Linked DNA regions of Gossypium hirsutum: region 2 is linked to region 1. The links are chromatin contacts, called in public Hi-C maps. All regions are on one chromosome and are shown on one strand. Each heading gives the region's core, a stretch centred on a gene start, on an enhancer-like site or on the middle of the called end of the contact. The rest is flanking DNA. Distances are from core to core; before and after follow the strand shown. Region 1 holds the start of LOC107949724 (28 kDa ribonucleoprotein, chloroplastic). Region 2 holds the start of LOC107949711 (MA3 DOMAIN-CONTAINING TRANSLATION REGULATORY FACTOR 1).

The links. Hi-C and Micro-C count contacts between places; a contact is called where the count stands out from the background.
Region 2: a contact with region 1 is called in a Hi-C map of leaf, with 3 times the contacts expected there. The contact joins the promoter of LOC107949711 here to the promoter of LOC107949724 in region 1. A contact is called at or near these places in 4 of 34 Hi-C or Micro-C datasets (hypocotyl and leaf).

What each region holds. Positions count from the first base shown.
Region 1 is chrD03:41,034,550-41,039,263 of Gossypium_hirsutum_v2.1, reverse strand. LOC107949724 (28 kDa ribonucleoprotein, chloroplastic) reads right to left here and starts at 2,023. Exons shown (of 4, transcript XM_016884468.2): 1 at 1,209-2,023; 2 at 1,019-1,120; 3 at 568-849; 4 at 241-469. The coding sequence starts at 1,718. The coding sequence ends at 404. LOC107949726 (probable galactinol--sucrose galactosyltransferase 2) reads right to left here. Exons shown (of 13, transcript XM_016884474.2): 13 at 4,167-4,678. The coding sequence ends at 4,397. It overlaps LOC107949725 (protein-L-isoaspartate O-methyltransferase 1), which reads left to right. Exons shown (of 5, transcript XM_016884469.2): 5 at 1-172.
Region 2 is chrD03:41,337,302-41,342,015 of Gossypium_hirsutum_v2.1, reverse strand. It overlaps LOC107949711 (MA3 DOMAIN-CONTAINING TRANSLATION REGULATORY FACTOR 1), which reads right to left and starts at 2,749. Exons shown (of 4, transcript XM_016884455.2): 1 at 2,402-2,749; 2 at 1,457-1,718. The coding sequence starts at 1,694.

The DNA of each region.
Region 1 (4,714 bases), core at 774-3,273:
TCCAGTATTGTACAGAATATCGGAGTTTTTTTTTTTTTTTTTCGGGACTTGCACCGTTGTATAAATGGCATGCTTTTCGTATGTTTGAACTTGGAACATAATGAAAATGCTTCCTGGAAGCAATCCATGGCCCAGTGAAAGATGATTATATGAATCTGTTTTGGTTTTTTTACTGTTTTCCAACAATATTATGCATTTTTCATATCATTGTTGTAGATGATAGTTTAGCTGAAACAAGTGTCTCCCAAATGATGACCAACTCTCTGGATAAAAATATTCCATACAAATATTTTACAAAACTTCGGAACTGTTAATAAAATGAAAAGAAATAGAAATAGGAAAGGGCAAATATGAAATAAAAAACCAACAGCAACATATAGTCTTAATCTATAATCATTTCAGCTCAAAAGGGGCTTCGCCTTGGTTTTTGCTCTGCAACATTTACTCTTAGTGCTCTTCCATCCAGACTCTGCAACAATACACACGAAAAAACTTTATAACCCGAAATCTTGGTTATTTACATCAGATACTGATATATGATTAATGTATCTGTCCATCGAGACATACCTGTCCATCGAGAGCAGCAATGGCATCATTCAGTTCAGTCTCCGAGGACATAGTCACAAAACCGAAACCGCGCGAACGGCCGGTCTCCCTGTCATAGACTACACGAGCCTCCAATACTTTACCATGTTCACTGAAAATTTGTTCCAATCGAGTATTATCCACACCCCATGGAAGGTTACCCGCATAGACTCTAAAAGCTTGTTCATAAACACGAGGGGATTGGTCGATACGTGATCCTCTAGGAGAGGCCTTATTTACGGTCAAGAGCCTTCCATTGAGATCCTGTTTAAAAGCAAGAATGGCTAAACACAAGCACCTAATACAAACTTCATAGCACATTAATGCACAATTGAGATCATTATATGCCAAGCATCTCATATTCTTGCCAAAGAATTTGGATTGACATAGAAAGCGATTAAGTAGGAAATTTTGAGCAAAAGAAAAGGCTTACATAACCATTAAATGTTTCAGCAGCCTTCTCAGCTTCCTCAACTGAACTCATAGTTATGAAGCCAAACCCACGGCTTAGCTCAGTATCCCTATTGTAAATAACCTGCAAACCTAGAAAACAAACAAAATTTCAACCCTAAACACACGAATTTCAAACAGTTTTTCAAAGAAGAAAACTTGGGTCATTTAACCTCAGCAATTTCCACAGTTCCAGCTTTCTCAAAAAGCATAGCCAAGCTTTGACTATCAACATCATAAGGCAGATTCCCAACGAACAATTTAGCTTCCTCAGAAGGTTCGGAAGCATCCTCTTCTTCTGAACCACTACCAGTAACCTCACCTTGAGGTTCCCAATCAGACAAACTTGCTTCAGCCCCATCACTCTCCTCATTTTCCCATGTTGATTCCCCTCCTTCACTTTCAGTTCCTTGGTCATCAATGGTTAGGGTGGTGTCGTTTTCCTCCTCTTGTTGAGCCCAATCTGACGTCTGGGCCAAAAAGGCAACGAGGGAAGGGAAATGGGTTTTTGTTTTGAGGGAGGATAAGGTTGGCTGAGTGGAGGAAGATAAGAGGACAAGGTTGATGGGCTTTGAAGGAAGTGAGAGAAGAGATGGAAGCTTGGAAGAAGTGGTGAAGAGTGAAGGCAAAGAAACAAGGCAAGTTGAGTCAACCAGAGACACAGGTCTCATTACAGTAGACATATCTGTTGTTGGAGAATTGCGAAGGAGAGAAAGGAGAGAGAGGGGGGGGGGTTAAGAAGAGCAGAGGAGGCTGAAAGGATAATAGGAGGCAGAAAGGAGAGGGGACGAGGAGGTTTATACCAAAAAAGATATTTTCTTTGAAAAGAGGCCAATATATGCCTCTTCTGCGTATAATACATTAAATTGTATCATATCCAACAACAACAACAACAAAATTCAATATTGGAAGATCAAAGGTAAATCTTTTATTTAATTGTTATGGCCATGCCCCTACTTGTCCCAGCCTATATTCCCATGAAAGAGTGAAAGTAAACATTTATAAAATATACATTTATATTTAAGAATCATAAGATTATAATTGCTCAGGCATTTCAAAGGAAATTCTTAAATGTTAACACCATGTTTAGTTGCGTGTAATGGATTAGCTATTACACCCCTATTTCGTGGCCTCACTCAATACTGTGTTTGGTTCGCTGTATTGCCCTAATACGGACCTATTACATTACGGATGTATTCTTCATTTTCTCTGCTTCAGCGCCGATTTGTAATTCTTTTCAAAAGCAAAGATTAGCTGATCGGTCTCTGTTTTACCCTCCCAAGCCGAAATCAATCTCCACCCCATCCTTTCCCTCCCAACATCAACAGAAGCTGCCAGCGAACCAAACCTCCAGCCGCTCCCGACTTTCATCTTGGCATCCTTCGCCGACTCTACGGTCTCAGATCTCCGGACGCTTTGAAGCGGCAAGTGAGTAATCTCTATTTCTTTCCTCTTTGCATGCATTTTTAATGGGTGTTATTGCAATTTTTTTTATAAATACGATTAGTTTTTGGTGCGGTTGTTTCAATTCATTAGTTTCTTGGTAAATCGGCATTTCGTTTCTTGCTGGTTATGATTTTTTTTCATTGCCGAAGCTAGGATAGACAAAATTTGGGTTTCTTTTTGGCAATTCATTTATTGTGCTTTTGTTTAGATGATGAGAAAGGAAAGTCAAGATGAGTGAACAAGTTTGATTTTTATTTGATTGGTTTGTTATGTTCATGTTAGTCTGGTAAAAAGTCTTAAACTGGGTCTGAGGATTTAATCTGTGCTTCTTCTTTGCTGGAATTTACTTTTTTTTTATTTGGAAATTATTTGTTTGGTTGTTGAGAAAGGTAATATAAGTTAATTATGTTTATGCAGAATATAATTCTCAAGTTATATTATGATTTTAGTAAATTCATATAAGAATATTTATTATTAAGAATTTTATGAAATTATATATCATTATTAAATTATATTTAATATTAATTATTTTAAATTATATAAATTCATATAAGAAAATTTATTATCAAGAATTTTATGAAATTATATATTATTATTAAATTATATTTAATAATAATTATTTTAAATTATACAAATTCATATAAGAAAATTTATTAGTAATAATTATTTTAAATTTTATTAAATCATATATTTTAATTAAAATATATTTAATAATAATTATTTCAAATTATATTTTATAGTATCATATATTATGATTTTAGTAAATTCATATAAGAATATTGATTATTAAGAATTTTATTAAATCATATATTTTAATTAAAATATATTTAATAATAATTATTTCAAATTATATTTTATACTATCATATATTATGATTTAAGTAAATTCATATAAAAATATTGATTATTAAGAATTTTATTAAACCATATATTTTAATTAAAATATATTTAATAATAATTATTTCAAATTATATTTTATAGTATCATATATTATGATTTTAGTAAATTCATATAAGAATATTGATTATTAAGAATTTTATTAAATTATATATTTTGATTAAAATATATTTAATAATAATTATGTTAAAATATGATTAAATTATTTATTATTAATATTAATAATCTTATTAAAATTTAATAACAATAACAATAATCATTTACCTAAACAAATTTCTGCTAAGGGTATTCTAGTCATTTTAGTTTTTTCTCTTATGCTATTACACCTCCATTCCATTCAACCAAACACAAGAATAATATTCCACCTCTATTCCATTACATTCAACCAAACAATTGAATTGCTATTACGCATCTATTTCATTACGCCTCTATTCCATTAGAGCAAACCGAACGTGTCCTAAATTTTTTTTAAGGGATAGGATTTGTAATAGATAATTTTTAAAAATTTTATCAAGTTTTTTTATTATTTTGATTTTTTATTAAGTGTTAAAATAGCAATATGGATTAGACTAAATTTATTAAAAAATTACTAAAATAATATATTACCAAAAATACACTAAATTTAAATTATAAAATTGAGAAACAAGAAACTTGAGATGTCCAAAGAATGTTACTTTGATTGAGAACCAAATTGTGGTCTGCTGTTATGCCTTTTTTGTTTTTCCAAGATAAAAAAAAAATCCATTGTTATTATATTAGATGAGTTTAAGTAGTACTAAGAATGCTAAGGAAAACAACTTCAATTTCTTCCATTACCAGTACCACACATTACATCAATAATACCTCACTTCAACACCAACACCAACACCAACACCAACACCAACACCAACATATATATATATATAACACTAATATTTCATTGGCAAAGCTTACATAATAATAGGGAAAACTTCATGCACTGTAAAATCTAACTAAACCCACATTTTCTTTTCATTCAAAATTCCCCATACAACCTCGTCTCAATAAACAAAAACCATTTCTCTTGAGCTGTACTCACCTTCAACCTTCACTGTCACTAGTCCATCTATGGGATTGTATATGAACTCCTCATCTTTCTCGTTCATGCTGCAACATTTTGGTCTCTTATTTGAATATGCTCCGAACCGTCCACACCCTCGGATTCTCACCTTTATCTTACATTCTGATGATTTGTTTTCGGAGTCCATAGCTTCAACTGCACCTCCTGAATTGTACATGTCGAGTAATCCGATAGGAGCAAACCGAAGATCCTCGCTGAATGCCTGTTTGGATTCATACTTCATTATTTTAACTACTTT
Region 2 (4,714 bases), core at 1,500-3,999, 300 kb before region 1:
TTATTAATTATCCATTGAATAGGTTTATGTACAACCTATTGCCACAGATTAATAACAAGAGATCAGAAAATAGGCCCAGCCAATTCAACTGGTTCGGCCAGGAATCGGCAGGTCTGATGGTTTAACATCCTATATATACTGAGAAATTTGTTGAACTGGAAAAAACTGGAAAGAATCAGCAAGGAATTGAAAACCAGAATCCAAAAAACCAGCAAGAACCCAAGAAATATATCAGGCTTCATCTTCATCTTCTCTTCAGTTTGCTTGTGCTGTCTAAAGGCCATACTATCAGAAATCACAAAATTTCAATTTTAAAAAACTTCCAATCTAGGGGGAAAGAGAAACCAAATAAAAAATATAACTATATGTTATCACATAAAAAAGGAGAAAAAAGCAGATAACTCTTAGATAAGGTAGTCAGAGTGAAGAGCAAAAGACTGAGCAGAGCAGATGCCATGGCTTCTTACAATAATGGCAATCTTGGACATGTTTCGTTGGCCTGATGCACCAGCAGAGGCAATGGAAGAGGAAGACAATAAAATTTGATTTCTCAGGTGGCAACAGAGATGAAGGGACAAATTTTGGAAATATAAGAAGTGGGTCATATTATGTCAAAAGCCCTTCTCTTCAGCCTCAAAACATGGGTTACGATTGTATATTTTAAAATATATAATTATTTTTAATTAAAACCGAACATATATTCATATAGTTGAACCGGAGGCATGATTGGTTCAATCTTCGGTTCTTTAACATTATTAATAACATTATACATATACTCCAATCTGTTGAACCAGGAACTAGAGAATGACCAGCTTAATCCCTGGTCCAGTTCTTTTCACATTCTTAATAGCATTATACATGTACCCTGTGAGTTACAAAGCAAGTACTTCAGAAACATGACTGGGGCAATAATGTTATTACAATCAATTAAATAATGCATAAAGAATTAGAATATAATGCTGTTGACCAATCTAAAGCAAAAGACCAACTATAAAAGATCTCAAACCCAAAATCAATCGACCTACCACTCCATCTTATATCAGTTAGAAGTTAACAGGGTTCTAGTTTACAGCAAGCATTTCAGTATTATGATCCCATCATCTTATCTAAATGAAAAATAAATTATAAGTACATTAAAATTAAGAACCTGACAATTTAATTGTGCTAAGCCTCGGAAAATTACAAAGCACAAGAAATCAATTGAGCAAGGAGGTGATATTGGTTAAAGATAATATAATTATAATAGTAATATATGATCGAATAAAAATCGCTTTCCTTTTTGAGAACCTTTGATGTCTGGCTGACCATTTTTATTCACAGGTGGCCCAAAATGAGCAAGCCAGTTATAAAGCAAATAGAATTTGCAAGGCTAGCAAGTTACAAACCAAATATCCAAAGAGGTGAGAAGAAGAAAAATTGCATTGATTTGAACAATTCAAAGAATATCAAGGCTCACCCTTCTTTACACGAATGGATTTCCCTGAGTGAGACCGACGGACATGTCTCACTGCAATACCACCAGTTGGCGCCTTGCCACCAGCAGGAACCTTTAATTGATGATCAGAAAGCAAAGAAGTCGGGGACTTTGGGGATGAGGACAATCTTGGGGATGGTAAAGCAGTCTCCACATTCTGACTTGCTATTTTAAGCATTTCCCTTTGCTCATCTGTAAGAAATCCCTCCCCTGACGCCATTTACTCTTCACCAATTCTAGATGCCTTGTAATAAGAAAAACTAAAAAGTTAACAGTAAAAAATAAAGAAATCACTTTATCTTATGCTACACTGTTTTTTTCACCAAAAAAAGAACTACACTGTTTTAGCCAGAACAACATTCGATTCCAAGAAACAAATAATGAAAGAAAGATCGATGAACAGTGAAAGGGTATTAAAAGAAACAAAGAAATAACAGTTAAATTCAATTAAATTTCATAGACTATAAATAAGGGAAAAAACACAGTGTTCAATTACAACCATAACTGATACATTCATTAAGCACTCCGTTTTCCTCTCTCTTGGTTAGGCTGATTTATGGCATTGAAGCATTTGAAAGCTCACTAGCAAAACAATAAGCTATTGTCTTCCTTCAAAGCATAAAGACCTAATGTCATGTTAAATTTTGATTGCTTATGAATTACCGTATCAGCATTCTAGATATACATATATTAAACCAAGAGTTTTATAATATAGAACTGGGGTCTTTTATCCAGGACTTTATCAAACTATAAATCCGGGGTTCAGCGTGTTCATTCAAACCCATTACGGACACGACGCGAGCCAACCGAAACAAAAAGAGTTGAAAAGGCTCAACACATCATAAACTCGATTGAAAACAAGAGAGCTGAAACATCAAAAGCAATAAGAAAAAAAGAGAGAGAAAGAGAAGAGTTGAACAACATTACCTACGACTCAAGAGGGGGGCTAAGAAAACCAAGATTCAAGAGCCCTTTCCTTTGTTGATTACAGAAAGGGAAGTTCTGGTTCCGGTGAGTATTGAGTAAAAAGGGACGACCGGTGATCTGGTTCTGGTTTGGAGAAGAAGGCCGCTGGTGTAGTGGTGAGGACTGAGGACCCTGAGCTGAGGTGTTGCCGCTTCCGCCGCTTCCGCCGCTGCTGGTGGTGAAAGACTGATATAAAAGAGGGGGAAATAAGGAGAATCAAAAACTTGGAAATGAAGAAAATGTTAGGGATTTAGCCATTTAGGGTTGCTAGTCTTTTAGATTTTTCAATCCTTTAAAACGGTGTGTATTGACCATTGAGTAAAATTTTACATATTTTAAACTTTAGGGTAACGTACGGCCAAGATCATTCAACTATTATTAAATTTACATTACAATCACTTAACTTCAAAAAATTATAAAATAATCACTAAATTAAATTAAATCAACCTAGAGGCATCATTACACATGAATTCTTCATTGAATTTCGCGTGATACTAACTTTGTTAGAAAAATACATAAAAACCAAATTATATAATAAATAATATATTTCTTATTCACCCTCATCCCTTATTTCACGCTTCTAAAATATTTCTAAAAATCTACGGGTATAATTACTTTTATTTTTCCTCTATTTCCTTTTTTTATTCTAATTATATGTAGAAATTAAGCCCAACTCAATCAAAAAGATTACATGAAATCAAATTTATATATAAAAAAAACATTGTGGTAATTGCATAAAACATCCCAAAATTATGACTTTTATTTTAAATTGGTCTCTAAACTTCAAAATGTTATAATTATATCCTAAATTATTGATGTTATATTAATCAAGACCTTCCATTATTGAAATTGTTAATTTACATTAAATGGCATGTAAAATCTTACTGACTTAATTTTAAATCAAAATTTTAAAGAAAAGTAAAATGTTGTTGCATAACTTTTAAAATTAAAAATTAAAAATAAAGTAAAACTAAAAAAGGAAGAGTGAGCAATAATTTTTGCAAAAGCTTTAAAAACATCAAAATCAATATTTTTACAATATCCATTTTTCTTTAAATTGTTCATTTTAAATTATGTCATATAAAATCTAACATCTCATTTAATAGTTAAATTAACAATTTTAATAATAAAAGGACTAAAGGACTTTATTAATATAACATCGTTAGTTTAAAGATGTAATTAAAATATGTTAAAGTTTAAAATAAAAGTCATAATTTAAGATATTTAGTTGAATTAACTCAATAAAAGTATTTGAAACTTTTAAATTTTAATAACTGGCTACGATAATAAATAATCATTCAATTAAAAAATCACTTCATTATTTTAATTATATAATTGTTTCATTCCTATATAAAGCAAAAATCACCTTATGGGAAAATGAGTGAAACCTTGTCTATGGTAGAGTTTGTGGTCAAGGCCAATCCCGCGTCTTCGAATTTTGGTATTGGTCATGCTACTAAAAAGGGGAGACGTCAACTAGATTTACCATTGGATTCAGATGGCCCAACAGTTGACAAAAATGGCAGGAAAATACCGGAGCTTGTTGTGTCCAAAAAGGCTCTCAATCTGTTATTGCTTCATCAGCGAAGGGAGAGGATTTTGAACTGCATGAATGAGATGTGATGACAAAACTGGTGGATGGGATCTCGTCGATCACTTTCTCGGAAAGAGTCCATAAGTTCATCGAGAGGAAAATGGCACGTATTATAGTTGTTAAACTTTTAGGGTAATGGATTGCTTTCAACGCCCTGTTAAACAAAATCACTACTCTATGGAATTTTAATCATTCTTTTCAACTTATGGATTTGGAGAATGATTTTTACCTAATGTGATTCAGTGATGAAGAGGATGCAAACAAAGTGCTAACTAGTGGTCCATGGGTGATTCTCGGACAATATCTAATTGTTCGCCCATGGTCATTGACCTTCTCGATGATTTAGACTAAAGTGGACACTCAAGTTGTTTGGGTCCAATTTCCTAGCCTACCAGAAGGCTATTATTCTAAATTTCTTCTTAATGCAATTGGCCAAACAATTGGACCGGTCTTGAAGATTGATGAAAACACCGATAATGCCAAGAGAGGTCGTTTCGCTCGATTGACTATCTGTTTAGATCTTCGGAAGCCACTGATATCAAAGATTAATAGGAAATGCAAAGGATTGAGTACGAATCATTACCCAATGTTTGTTTTGGGTGTGGACTTTATGGGCATAGCAATTATTCATGTCCCAAATTGTAGAATGCACAACCACTGGATGAGGGATCTCATAATTC